Linked DNA regions of Sus scrofa: region 2 is linked to region 1. The links are chromatin contacts, called in public Hi-C maps. All regions are on one chromosome and are shown on one strand. Each heading gives the region's core, a stretch centred on a gene start, on an enhancer-like site or on the middle of the called end of the contact. The rest is flanking DNA. Distances are from core to core; before and after follow the strand shown. Region 1 holds the start of HUNK (hormonally up-regulated neu tumor-associated kinase). Region 2 overlaps HUNK (hormonally up-regulated neu tumor-associated kinase).

Region 1 (6,213 bases), core at 328-2,827:
TCGGCTCGTCTCCCGCGCTCGCGGCTCCTCCTCCTCCTGGTCCGGCTGCCCCGGCTCCTCCCGCCGCCGCCCTGGGCCCAGCCCCGCCCGGTCCGCGGCTCCCGCGCCCCCGACCGCCGCCGAGCGCCGCACGCAGACAATAGCGGCCGCCGGGGCCGCGGGGTACACGGGGCCCGCCCCCAAGAAGTTCTTCTTCCGAGGGTCGCCCGGGCCCCTTTCGGGAGCCGGAGTCCCGTCCGGGCGGCTGGTGACTGTCGCCCGGCTCGGGTGAGCAGGGAGCGCGCGGGCCGGGGAGGGGAGGCGGGGGGCGCGGTCCGATGCCCGGTCCGGGAGCCGGGATGCCTGGTCCCGGAGCCCGGGCGCCTTGGCAGCCTCCGCCCTCGCCGCTGCCGCCGGTCGGCCCGCACGGGCTCGGGTCCGGCTCGCTGGCTCCTAGCTGCGCGCCGGGCAGCCGCTCCCGCCCGAGAGCAGCGCGCGGCGGGCTGCAGGCGCCCTCTGGAAGGCAGCGGAAGAAAGCCCCATTCAGTTTGAATTTGCAGAAATTTAATCCGGTCGCGGGCGGCGGGAACAGATGCGAGCTCCACTCCGCAGCCTGTGCACTTTCAAATCCCTCGTAGCCCCTCCCTCCCCGCGCGCAACAGCCAAACTCGACCCTCGCCGGAGAGGGGAGGGCCCTGGGAGCGGGAGCGGCGGAGTGGGCGGCGGAGCCACCTGAGCGCCAGACAGGGGGACCCCGCGCGGCCTCGGAGGCGCGCGCTCCCGGGCCGCCCAAGTCGGGCCGCCTCCAGCTGCGCCTCTCGCCGGGATTCTGGGCTCGGGCTTTCTGGACCTTTCCGCGAAGAGATCCCCCACCCCCGAGCCGCACCCTCCTGGGGCAGGAGGAAGGGAGGGAGGCGCTCTCGAACTGGGTGGACTGTGGGTTAGGTGCCCGGTGTCCAGTCCCGGGCCTGGCACACAGTAGGGCCCTGTGGAGCCTGGATGGAGAGCTAGATGGATGGTTGGAAGGAAGGATGGAGAGGTGGCGGGGCGTCTGCCCGGGCTCACACCAGACAGGAACGCTGTGTTGGAGGAGGAGCAGCCGTAACAATAATAGTAGCAGCAACAACACAGCCACCAGGGCGTTTGCTGCCTCTGCTTGTACGTTTACACCTTCTCTGCTTCCCATTGAAATGATGCTGGCGATTGCAGGATGAGGTGGACCAGCGCTCCCTGCTCCTGGCGGCTTTTGTTCTGTGTGCGCCTTGACTCTGCTTATTCCCGGTAAACAAGTGTAGCTGCCCTGCCGACTCCGATCTTCTTCTCCAGGATCCCCAACGTCTTCTCAAACCAAAAATGAGGAATAGTGTTGCGGGAGCCGGGGGAGCTAGGTAGGGGGAGGCATTTACAAAATGCAACCTGTTGAGCAGCCAGATAAAAGGCGCCAGCGTTTAATGCATGGTTTACCCCTGATATTACAACATCCGAGTTGAAAGGGAGGATTCGGTCCTAACCAACTTCCTTTCCTTACTGATTCCTTGGTAAACAATTAGGGCATGATGCAAGTCAATGCTCTGAAATCGGGGCGGAGCGGGGCGGGATGGGGGGGGCTGCCTTCATTAATCCAGTGTCTTGGGGGCTTTCTGACCCATTAGAACAGTGACCCAGAGAAACGCCTCTTTCAGGTAGATCTGATTTAAAGATGCTGTGATCACCTACTGGCGCGTTATGACTGGGCTCGTTTTCAAGTCTTCTCATTGTTCCCTTTTTCAAATATTAAAAATACACTTTCAACTGTTTTCCTCGCCGTGTTTAAGGGACTTCTTCGCACCCACCCCACCCCCATAATTTCTGCAAGGCCGATCTCATCGCTGTAACGTCGTCAATTCAATCATCAAATTTTAGGACAATAACATGGGAGGAGAAGCGGGCTGTGTGACTGGCATAGTGCCTGCAGAGTGAATGTTCAAAGAACGCCTCATGGATAAGGAATATAGAGCTCACTTTGGGATCAAAACCGTGCTGAATCCTCTTTCAGAAAAGGTTGTAGAGTCTCTTCCATGTGTATGTATTAGTTGAGAATGAATTTATTTAATTTTTAGGATAATTAGCTTTGTATGAACATTTAGAAATTACTTTATAATAGAGTCAGGCAGATGCCAGAGATAGTTCATCAGAGTCTCTCTGTGGCCTTAAAAAAGAAAAGTTAGCTGATCCAGATACAAAAATGGTGGAAGACATTTACAATGAAATAGAGATTTTCTTTCCTTTTAATTATCCTCTCGGGGTAGAGGTCAGGAAAGGGGTGAAGAAGAGAGAAAATCCAGGCCCATTCATTCTTTTCCAAGCCTGATGCCTGGGCTTCATTCAAGTTCACTGCTAATTCTGTCATCTGGGATGGATCCAAAGAGAAGTCCGAATTGCATCCTGCCTGGGCTTAGTAACTGGTTTTGGAACTACAGGTCCTGTTCTCTGAAATGGCCTTGTTTAATAAGGAATAACCCAGCACATTCCTTTCTGGACGACAGATTAGGACACAAAACAATGCATTGCCCTCTTATGTGATAGACGGGCAGAAAACAACTGGTTGAAAGGCAGTAATCCAGCATTGAAGAGTCTTTACTAATTATCGCCGACTAAATTTCTTACCCTCCTGGAGCATCTCCCTGAGCGCTCCATTTCAGCTCTCTTCATCCGGGATGTGACTTCCTTACCTCTGCACCTCTGCCTGTACCACACCCACACCCACACCCACACCCACACCCAATCTGCTGCCTTTGACCCATTTCTACCCAGCAAAGCTGATCCCTCGCTTCCCCATGAAGCCCAGTCAATGAATTGGAAGAGGCTATTCACCCTCTCTTATTACACATCACTCACGCTCCTTAAGTCCTGTATTACTTCCTGTGAATGTCTTTCTTTTCTTTTAGACTCACTGAGTTGGGAGCTGCCTTATTTTATATTCTCTTTGCCCTGGGGCACCTAGCACAGTGGCTGAGACATGGTCATCATTCAATAGATACTTGTTGAGCAAATGAATGAAAAGTATCATTCCCTGATTCTCCAGTGAATGGAGTTTCATTGCTCCGGACAGCAAGAATCCGCTCTGCCCTGGGGGAAGACATTTCTTTTTTTTGGTCTTATTTTTCTTTTTTTTTTTTGCCATTTCTTGGGCCACTCTCACGACATATGGAGGTTCCCAGGCTAAGGGTCGAATCAGAGCTGTAGCCACCAACCTACACCAGAGCCACAGCAACGTGGGATCTGAGCCGCATCTGCAACCTACACCACAGCTCACGGCAACGCCGGATCCTTAACCCACTGAGCAAGGCCAGGGATCGAACCCACAACCTCATGGTTCCTAGTCGGTTTCGTCAACCACTGAGCCACAACGGGAACTCCACGGAGGAAGACATTTCTATTCACTTTCTAAAAGCGTTTGCCATTATATTGTTGGTGGCCAAGGGAGGTCAACAAATTGTCCGAGATGGGCCATTCTCTACCTTGGATGAGTTAACCCTTTAAAAAAAACGTTACCAACACAGTGGGCTGGGAAGCCGTGAAAAGCTTTCTCGGTTGACTTGGACCAGCTGCTTCCTTCCTCCCCGTCTCCTTCCCCATCTCCTCCTTCCATATGGCTGGGAGACGGTCTATGTGCTCCCACAGAACGCCAGCTAGGAGACCCAGCTGGAAGCAGTCAAAGACAATTAGAAGTAATCAGGCTGGCACGGCTAGGAAATGAAAGTTGGCTAGAGGGGGTTAGGCTGGCAGAAGCGGGCTGGTGACTGGAGAAGGAACAGATAGCAAAGCACGGACAGCAGGCATGAATCAACTCTGCCTGGAAGACATCCTGTGAATCCTATGCGTTCATTTCCCCAAGCAAAACTTCCAGTAAATCCCAGGGGCAGGACTTGAACTCGTGTCCCCTGAGTTCACGTCCACTGATATCTTTTCACAGCTCCCAGCTGTTGAAGGGGCGCGATGCAAAGGCGAAGGAAGACAAAGTCCCTCAGTCGGTCACAGACCGGGGTGCAGAGGCAGCCTCGCCGGGCTTTGGAGAGCAAGCAGCCTGCAGCACCCGGCGGTGTTCATTCCTCCCTAAAAATGAATGGTGACTCGTCACCTCTCTGCCTCGGTCTCCTCCATCTGTAAAATGGGGGTAGTAAGGAAGTGTGAGGATTAAATGAGCTTATGAGCATAAAGCATTCAGCGCAGTACCGGCATTTATAAGCACGTGGTGAATGTTCCCTCTCCTTCCATCATACTGTCATCATCCAGACCTCAGGAGAAGTCACTCAAGAATGCCCTAGAGGAGTTCCCCTCGTGGCTCAGTGGAAGTGACTCCGACTAGTATCCATAAGGACGCAGATTCGATCCCTGGCCTCGCTCAGTGGGTCGGGGATCTGGCGTTGCTATGAGCTGTGATGTAGGCTGCAGACGCAGCTGGATCCCACGTTGCTGTGGCTGTGGCGTAGGCCAGTGGATACAGTTCTGATTTGACCCCTAGCCTGGGAATCTCCATATGCCACGGGTACAGCCCTAAAAAGACAAAAAAAAAAAAAATTATTTGGTGTGTTCCCATCGTGGTGCAGCAGAAACGAATCTGATTAGGAACCATGAGATTGCAGGTTTGATCCCTGGCCTCGCTCAGCAGGTTAAGGATCTGGTGTTGCCATGAGCTGTGGTGTAGGTCAAAGACGCAGCTCGGATCCGGCATTGCTGTGGCTGTGGCGTAGGCCAGTGGCTACAGCTCCAATTCAACTCCTAGCCTGGGAATCTCCACATGCCACAAGTGCATCCCTAAAAAAGCAAAAAAAAAAAAAAAAGAATGCACTGAAATTCCACAGACACAACTGCCCTTATTACCGAGGAAGCCAAAGCATTTTCTCCAAGTAGGCTCACTTCCCTGAATCCAGAGTCCTGTGACCAACCATCTTCTTCTCCACCAATCTGTGGACTAAACGTGGGCTCCACACACACACACACACACACACACACACACGCACACACCCCTTCCCACTCCTATCCTAGAGCTTCATCCAAATTCACCCCGAAACCTGAGTCATCCTTTGCTTCCTCTCCCTGAGCTTCATGTCCAATCCCTCTGCAATGGCGGTAGGTTCTTCTTTCATCACACGCCTCTATGTGACCTCGGCTCATCACCCTCACCTCTTGTCACCCTCTTCAAATCACTGTCCTCTCTCTCCTCCTAATGGGTATCCCTTGCTTTCACTCCTAAGCCCAAACCATCTATTTAAAATGAGAATCCATGAGTTCCTGTCGTGGCTCAGTGGGTTAAGAACCCAACTATTATCCATGAGGATGCAGGTTCAGTCCCTGGCCCTGCTCAGTGGGCTATGGATCCAGCATTGCCGTGAGCTGTAGTGTAGTCACAGATGTGGCTCAGATCTGGTATTGCTGTGGCTGTGACTATGGTGTAGGGCTGCAGCTGCAGCTCCTATCTGACCCCCTAGCCAGGGAACCCCCATATGCTGCAGGTGTTGCCCTAAAAATAAAATAAAAAATAAAACTTAAAGAATGAGAATCTGGGAGTTCCTGTTCTGGTGCCACGGAAATGAATCTGACTAGGAACCATGAGGTCGTGGGTTCGATCCCTGGCCTCCCTCAGTGGGTTAAGGACCCAGCATTGCCATGAGCTGTGGTATATATAGGTTGCAGACTCGGCTCAGATCCTGCGTTGCTGTGGCTGTGGCATAGGCCAGCAGTGACACCTCCAATTCAACCCCTAGCCAGGGAACCTCCATATACCTAAGATGTGGCCCTAAAAAGACAAAAAAAAAAAAAAAAAAAGAGAGAGAGAGAATCTAATCACAACATAACTTCCCTTCCCCTCGTGGAATCTGGGTGGTGGTACGAAGCTTGCCTGCCTGCGACTGCTTAACTGATGACAGGATGAGAAAGTACATTCTTCCAGCAAGATCCTGATGGCTGCCCCAGAAAACCCAACTCTTTTTTTTTTTTTTTTTTTTTTGCTTTTTAGGGCTGCACTTGCAGCATACAGAAGTTCCCAGGCGAGGAGTCGAATCAAAGTGGTAGCTGCTAGACTACACCACAGCCACAACACCACCAGCTCCGAGCTGTGTCTGCAACCTACACCATAGCTCACAGCAATGCTGGATCCTTAACCCACTGAGTGAGGCCAGAGATCGAACCCACATCCTCCTGGATACTAGTAGCGTTCATAACCCACTGAGCCACGATGGGAACTCCTCTTTG
Region 2 (5,959 bases), core at 1,799-4,298, 76 kb before region 1:
TTCCAGCTGTGCTTTTCATTTCCCTCTGTATTTCCCCAAACCGGATAAATGCGTTGTTCCCATCCTACCATTCGCACAAAGGGACGAGAGCCCCATGCTGGCTATAAGGCCAGGCGCTCTCCTGACAGTCCACAGGCTCCTTCCTGCTACCAGCATCCCTAGACTTTGCAGAGATGCCTGCTTTGTCAGTCCTGGACTGGAAAGGGTCCCCCTTACGCAGGCAGAGCCTCATCACCATGACAACCGGTGATGACGCTACATTGTCCAGGCGCCTGGAGAGCAGGACCTCAGGAGCAGCCTGTCACCTCCTCTCCAACCTACCGCCCTCTCTTTACCTTTGATCATTATGTCACCCTCCCTGTTCCCTGTCGCCACAGTTCTGAGATGCCCTTGGAAGCCCCTGGTCTTTCAGATGCCCCATTCTCCAGGTTACGGATTCAAACTTTCATGTCCATCTCTTAATAAATAAATATTTATTAAGGGCAGATTATGTGCCAGCCGCTTATGAGACCAAGAATGGACCTCACCTGCACCCTGACTCTGATCCACCGCTGCTGGCCGCCGGCAGGGCTGTGTTGAGAAGGATTCTGAGGCGCATCTGGGCGCAGCACAGAAAGAGCGCAGGGCCAGTCAAACCACCCAGGGCACCTCAAGGAGAACGTGTCCGCTGCCTCTGCTTCCTGCCGCCCCTCCCTGGTGGCCCCAGCCAGTCAGCAGCCAGGCCACTCTCTCCCCATCTGCAAGGTTCACACCTCCTCGTGAGAGGTGGAAAGAACCAGGAGCTCAGACGGAGGCGTGAAAAGCCTTGAGTGCCAAGCACAGCTCGCAGGCTGTGTGGCTCTGGGAGGCGCTAACCAGCGAGCCTCCCTCCTGTCCATGAAAAAGAGGGTAAGAAACGGCCTCAGAGACTGTCCTGAGGAGCAAAGGGGACAGTCACCGCCAAGCACCCAGCAACAGGAGCTGATCCACCCCTCCCCCGCCCCCAACTTGTTTCACTCCCTGGCTGAAGACGCCGAGCAGAGCTAGCCCTTTCTCGAAAAGTTCCGGAGATTCTGATGCCCTCAGATTCATATTCTCATCTCTGGGAACTCTCAATCTTCTCCAACTAGAATTTCCCGAAACCCCCTCCCCAGCTCCCCGCCCTGGGTTTGCTTCCTGTGCCAGCCTTAGCCCCTGACCCTTCAGCTGCTGTTCACCTGGGTGAAATTCCGGTCTCTCCCTCTCTCCTCCCCTCCCTCTCCTTTTTCTCCTTCCCTCCCTCCCTCCTTCCTTCCCCTCCAGCCCGGGCTTCGTGCCAGGTACTGAAATCTCCTTGGAACAAGAGATGGACTCTGCAGAGAGGACACTGGATTAACCCCGGGATGTGGGAATGGACGGGCCATTTGAAGAGCCGGGAACTGGCATGCCAGGCAAAAGCAACAGCAAGTGCTCACCAGCAGGGAGGGACGTGGGGGGGGGGGGGTTGAGCAAAATAGGCGAAGGGGATTAAGAGATACAGACGTCCAGTTATAAAGAAGTCATGGGCAGGTGACGTACAGCATTGGGAATGTGGGCAAGGATGGTGACCGGTGGTGACTAGACTGACTTACTGTGATGATCAGGTCCTAGAACATATACATTGAATATGCTGAATGTATTGAATCATACATACATACGTTGAATCACTGTGTTGCACACCTGAAACTAGTATGATATATCTTTCTAGTTGTACGTCAACCACGCCTCAATAAAAGAAAGAAATAGGGGCTGCAAAGCCCAGAGGTACGGAAGACCAAGTGGAGGCCAGTGGATCCGAAGAACTCGGAGCAGAGGAGGGGGTGGTAGGTGAAGAAGCGGAGGCAGGTGGGCAGGCCCACCAGGAGTGTGGCCAGGCACCCAGGTTGGGTTTTATGCAGACGCTGATGGAAAGCTTTGGGAGATTTTATGTTTTGGTTTGGTTTTTAGGGCTGCACCTGTCGCGTATGGAGGTTCCCAGGCTAGGGGCTGAATCAGAGCTGCACCTGCTGGCCTACATCACAGCCACGGCAATGCCAGATCCGAGCCGTTTCTGTGACCTACACCACAGCTCATGGCAACGCCGGATCCTTCACCCACTGAGCAAGGCCAGGGATCCAACCCGTATCCTCATGGATCCTCTTCGGATTCTTAACCCACTGAGCTACAACAGGAACTCAGCTTTGGGAGATTTTAAACAGGGAAAGGGCACAAGTGACTCATGCAGCCAGGCCTTGATCTCGAGGAGTATAGGCTGTTTCTCTCTCCCCCAGCACCTGAGGGAACTGGAACGAAGGCCTCTCAGGCAGTTGGTGGAGCAAAGACAGAAAGAGGAGTTCCCATCGTGGCTCAGTGGTTAACGAATCTGACTAGGAACCATGAGGTTGCAGGTTCGATCCCTGGCATTGCTCAGTGGGTTAAGGATCCTGCGTTGCTGTGAGCTGTGGCGTAGGCCGGTGGCTACAGCTCAGATTGGACCCCTGGCCTGGGAACCTCCATGTGCCATGGGGGCAGCCCTAGAAAAGGCAAAAAGACAAAAAAAAAAAAAAAAAAGGAAAATACAGAAAGAGCAGAGGTGTAAAGTGGGACCCCAAAGAACCCCTGGATAAAGAGCCCTGAGCCTATAACTGATGCTCATCAAATACTCAAAGGTCATTTCCTAAGACAGGGAGGATGCAGGCAGCAGGAGGGAACATTCACTCTTAGAAGCTCGATAACTCACATGGACCAGACATCGATTTTGGGGCCGTATTTCTTCCTGGCCAGCAGTTCGGGCGCGGCGTACGCGGGGCTGCCACACTGCGTGCTGAACGGGTCTGAGTGGCCCAGGATCCCCGCACAGTTGCTCAAACCAAAGTCTGCAAAGAGGAGAGGACAAAACCGGCTCCGAATTAGAAAACTGTGGAAATGAAGGAGAAGAGGGGGAGGGGAAGGCAGCAGGACAGGAAACACGGTCTCAGGCTCACACATCATTTCGCATCCAAGAGGAAACCCAGCAGCTGCGAACCATAACCTCTGGAAGTGGGTCTCAAGACAAAAGAATGTCAGGCGGTGGTTCCCTTGTGGAACTGGAAACATTTTCTATCAGGCCTCACAGTTGAATCCAGCCAGAGCTGAAAAGTATGCTGAACCGAAACATATTTTCATCAAATCTTGGAAATGAGTCATCCAGGAAAAAAAAACAGCCTTCGCTTTCTAGGATTAAGGCAGGGGGAGAAAACAGGCAGGAGTCCTTGGCGTCAGCCTGCTGGCTTCCAGGTGGCCAAGTGGGGACAAGCCAAAGGAAGATTGATTTTCTCTGGCTGGCGTTGGTGTCACCCCAGGTGACATGCAATCCCACCAGTTAGAGCTGACTTTTCCGACTGTTTTCATTTCAAGCAAGTCTCTTAAAAATGCTCCCAGTGCAAGCAGCAACAGATGGTGATTTGAAGCGGGGGGGCGGGGGGGGGGAAGAAATACACCCACCAGTTTAGACAACGCTGAGTGTTGGCAGGAAAAACTAACGCCAGAAAGATAGCAATGAGAAGGAGACTAAATGACCGCCTAGCACTGCTTTGTTCCTGGCTGATGAAGGCAGCGGGGGAAGAAGAAAGAGCCCGGTGCATCTGAAGCCACGCCGGGTCCATTCTGCCTTTTGTGCTGTGTTTACTTTTGATCTTCCAGATACAGCAACTGACAGGTCATTAGAGAGCTGTTCGTGTTTGGTCTTCATCTGATAACTTTCCTCCATGGCTGTGGATCGCAGAATGAAGAGCCTGGCTCCTCCTTTGAACATCAATGTAAATATTATGGTTCTGGTCCCCTAAACAGAAGACTCAGCCCACGGGGTGCAGTCAGAAAGGGGCTGTGGCTGGGAGATGGGAGAACAAAACCCTTGCGACCTTCTAACGAGAAGGATTTACAGCTAATTTCATTGACTGTGTTTTCTCCTTGACGCTCACCTGTTTCCACCTGCAAAGCCAGGGCTCTTGTGAAAGCTGGAGGAAAGTTCCAGAGAGGAGAAACATGGGGTGGGATAGGGCTGTGAGCCCAAGAAATTGCTCACACACCACAGGTCAGGAGGCACCGCTGAAAATTCTCCCAGCAGTCACTGGGTTAAGCTGTATAATGAGAGAGTGTTTCTAAATAGAAGCCCAGCCAAGGAGAGCTCTGAAAATGCTCTAAGGCCGTGAAGATGACTCAAACTCTTCAGCTTTGGTGTGGAATGAAGCATCAGAACCAAAATCGAGATGGGCAAAGCAACCAGGAAGGCCACGTGTTCACACCTTTTGTCTCTTCTTTTGCTTTGGGTTGTTTGGGATTTTTTTTTTTTTTTTTTTTTTTTTTTTTTGGTCTATTTGAGAGCAGCACCTGCGACATGTGGAGGTTCCCAGGCTAGGGGTCTAAGTGGAGCTACAGCTGCCGGCCTATGCCATAGCCACAGCAATGCCAGATCCGAGCCGCATCTGCGACCTGAACCACAGCTCACCCCACACCACAGCTCACGGCAATGCCAGATCTTTAACTCACTGAGCAAGGCCAGGGATCGAACCCACAACCTCATGGTTCCTAGTCTGATTCCTTTCCGCTGCACCACAAAGGGAACTCCTGTTTGAGTTTTTTTAATATGATTTTTTTTCCTCGCTTAACCACCCTCTTCCTCTCTTCCTCTGCTCGCTACCCTTCCACGCTCACCCTCACAAAGAAGGGAACAAAGACCCCTATTTCCTTTCCCATTGGGCCAGCCTGCACCAGTAGCCCCCACAAAACCTGCCCCAGAAGGGCCGCTTCAGGGACTTCCTGCTGTAGCGCAGTAGGTTAAGAATCCAACAGTAGTGGCTCGGGTGGTCACAGAGGTGTGGGTTCGATCCCTGGCTGGGTACAGTGGTTCCACCTCGGAAGTCTCAGCTGCAACTTGATTCAGTCCCCAGCCTGGGAACTTCCATATGTCACAGGAGTGGCCATAAAATTAATTTTTTTTTTTTTTTTGGTCTTTTTTAGGGCTGCACTGGTGGCATATGGAGGTTTCCAGGCTACGGGTAGAATCGGAGCTGTAGCTGCCAGCCTACACCACGGCCACAGCAACATGGGATCTGAGCCACATCTGCAACCTACACCATAGCTCATGGCAACACAGGATCCTTAACCCACTGAGCGAGGCCAGGGATCGAACCTGTATCCTCGTGGATGCTAGTCAGATTCGTTAACCACTGAGCCATGATGGGAACTCCTAATAATTTTTTTTAAAAGGTCCTTCAGGAGCCACGAGGCTCTCTTGCATTTGTATTTTAGGTGGAGATCTCTGTTCAAAAGGATCTGAGGGCCCCTCTTCTCAGATCCCACCCTGTAGCATCACTGAAGTTGGGGGAGGGGGTGCATAAGTAGAAAAATCTACTATTAGCTTTGAATGCCATGGTCGTGTAATATCCTCAAAGGAAATGTAATGAAACAACCAAGGCATGAAGAGCGCCCACTAGGGGAAGACAGAGACGGCACACCATGGAATAAAGCTTATACTATTTGGGGAGTTCCCATCGTTGCTCAGTGGTTAGCGAATCCGACTAGGAATCATGAGCTTGTGGGTTCGATCCCTGGCCTTGCTCAGTGGGTTAAGGATCTGTCGTTGCCGTGAGCTGTGGTGTAAGTCGCAGATGTGGCTCAGATCCCGAGTTGCTGTGGCTCTGGCGTAGGTGGTCGGCTACAGCTCCGGTTCGATCCCTAGCCTGGGAACCTCCATATGCTGCGGAAGCAGCCCAAGAAATGGCAAAAAAAAAAAAAAAAAAGTTTATACTATTTGGGGCACCATGTTAAGGAAATTTCATCAATAGTCATGTTAGAGGCCCAATCGTCCAAGAGCCCCAAAGCAAGACTTCCTTTCTCATGTCCACCAGGTTCCATTAACTCCATCAGTTTCCTCCCTCAACTCCTGACCTGGGTCTACAAAAACATGCTTGATCTTAAAAGAGGGCAGAGGAGGTGAGATAAG

The links. Hi-C and Micro-C count contacts between places; a contact is called where the count stands out from the background.
Region 2: a Hi-C map of embryonic fibroblasts shows a contact between it and region 1, with 2.0 times the contacts expected there. The contact joins the enhancer-like site here to the promoter of HUNK in region 1. A contact is called at or near these places in 3 of 47 Hi-C or Micro-C datasets (brain, embryonic fibroblasts and fetal heart ventricle) and 1 of 2 datasets of contacts at active chromatin or transcription factors (skeletal muscle).

What each region holds. Positions count from the first base shown.
Region 1 is chr13:195,523,890-195,530,102 of Sscrofa11.1, reverse strand. HUNK (hormonally up-regulated neu tumor-associated kinase) reads right to left here and starts at 1,577. Exons shown (of 12, transcript XM_021070911.1): 1 at 1-1,577. The coding sequence starts at 1,165.
Region 2 is chr13:195,602,045-195,608,003 of Sscrofa11.1, reverse strand. HUNK (hormonally up-regulated neu tumor-associated kinase) reads right to left here. Exons shown (of 12, transcript XM_021070911.1): 4 at 2,717-2,852. Among named protein-coding and RNA genes, the nearest start is that of HUNK, 76 kb to the right of the region's middle. Within about 2 kb of position 3,048, at least 23 of the 83 cell types and tissues checked have an H3K27ac peak or open chromatin away from gene starts, as enhancers often do. A contact at or near this core is called in embryonic fibroblasts and skeletal muscle, where this site is marked.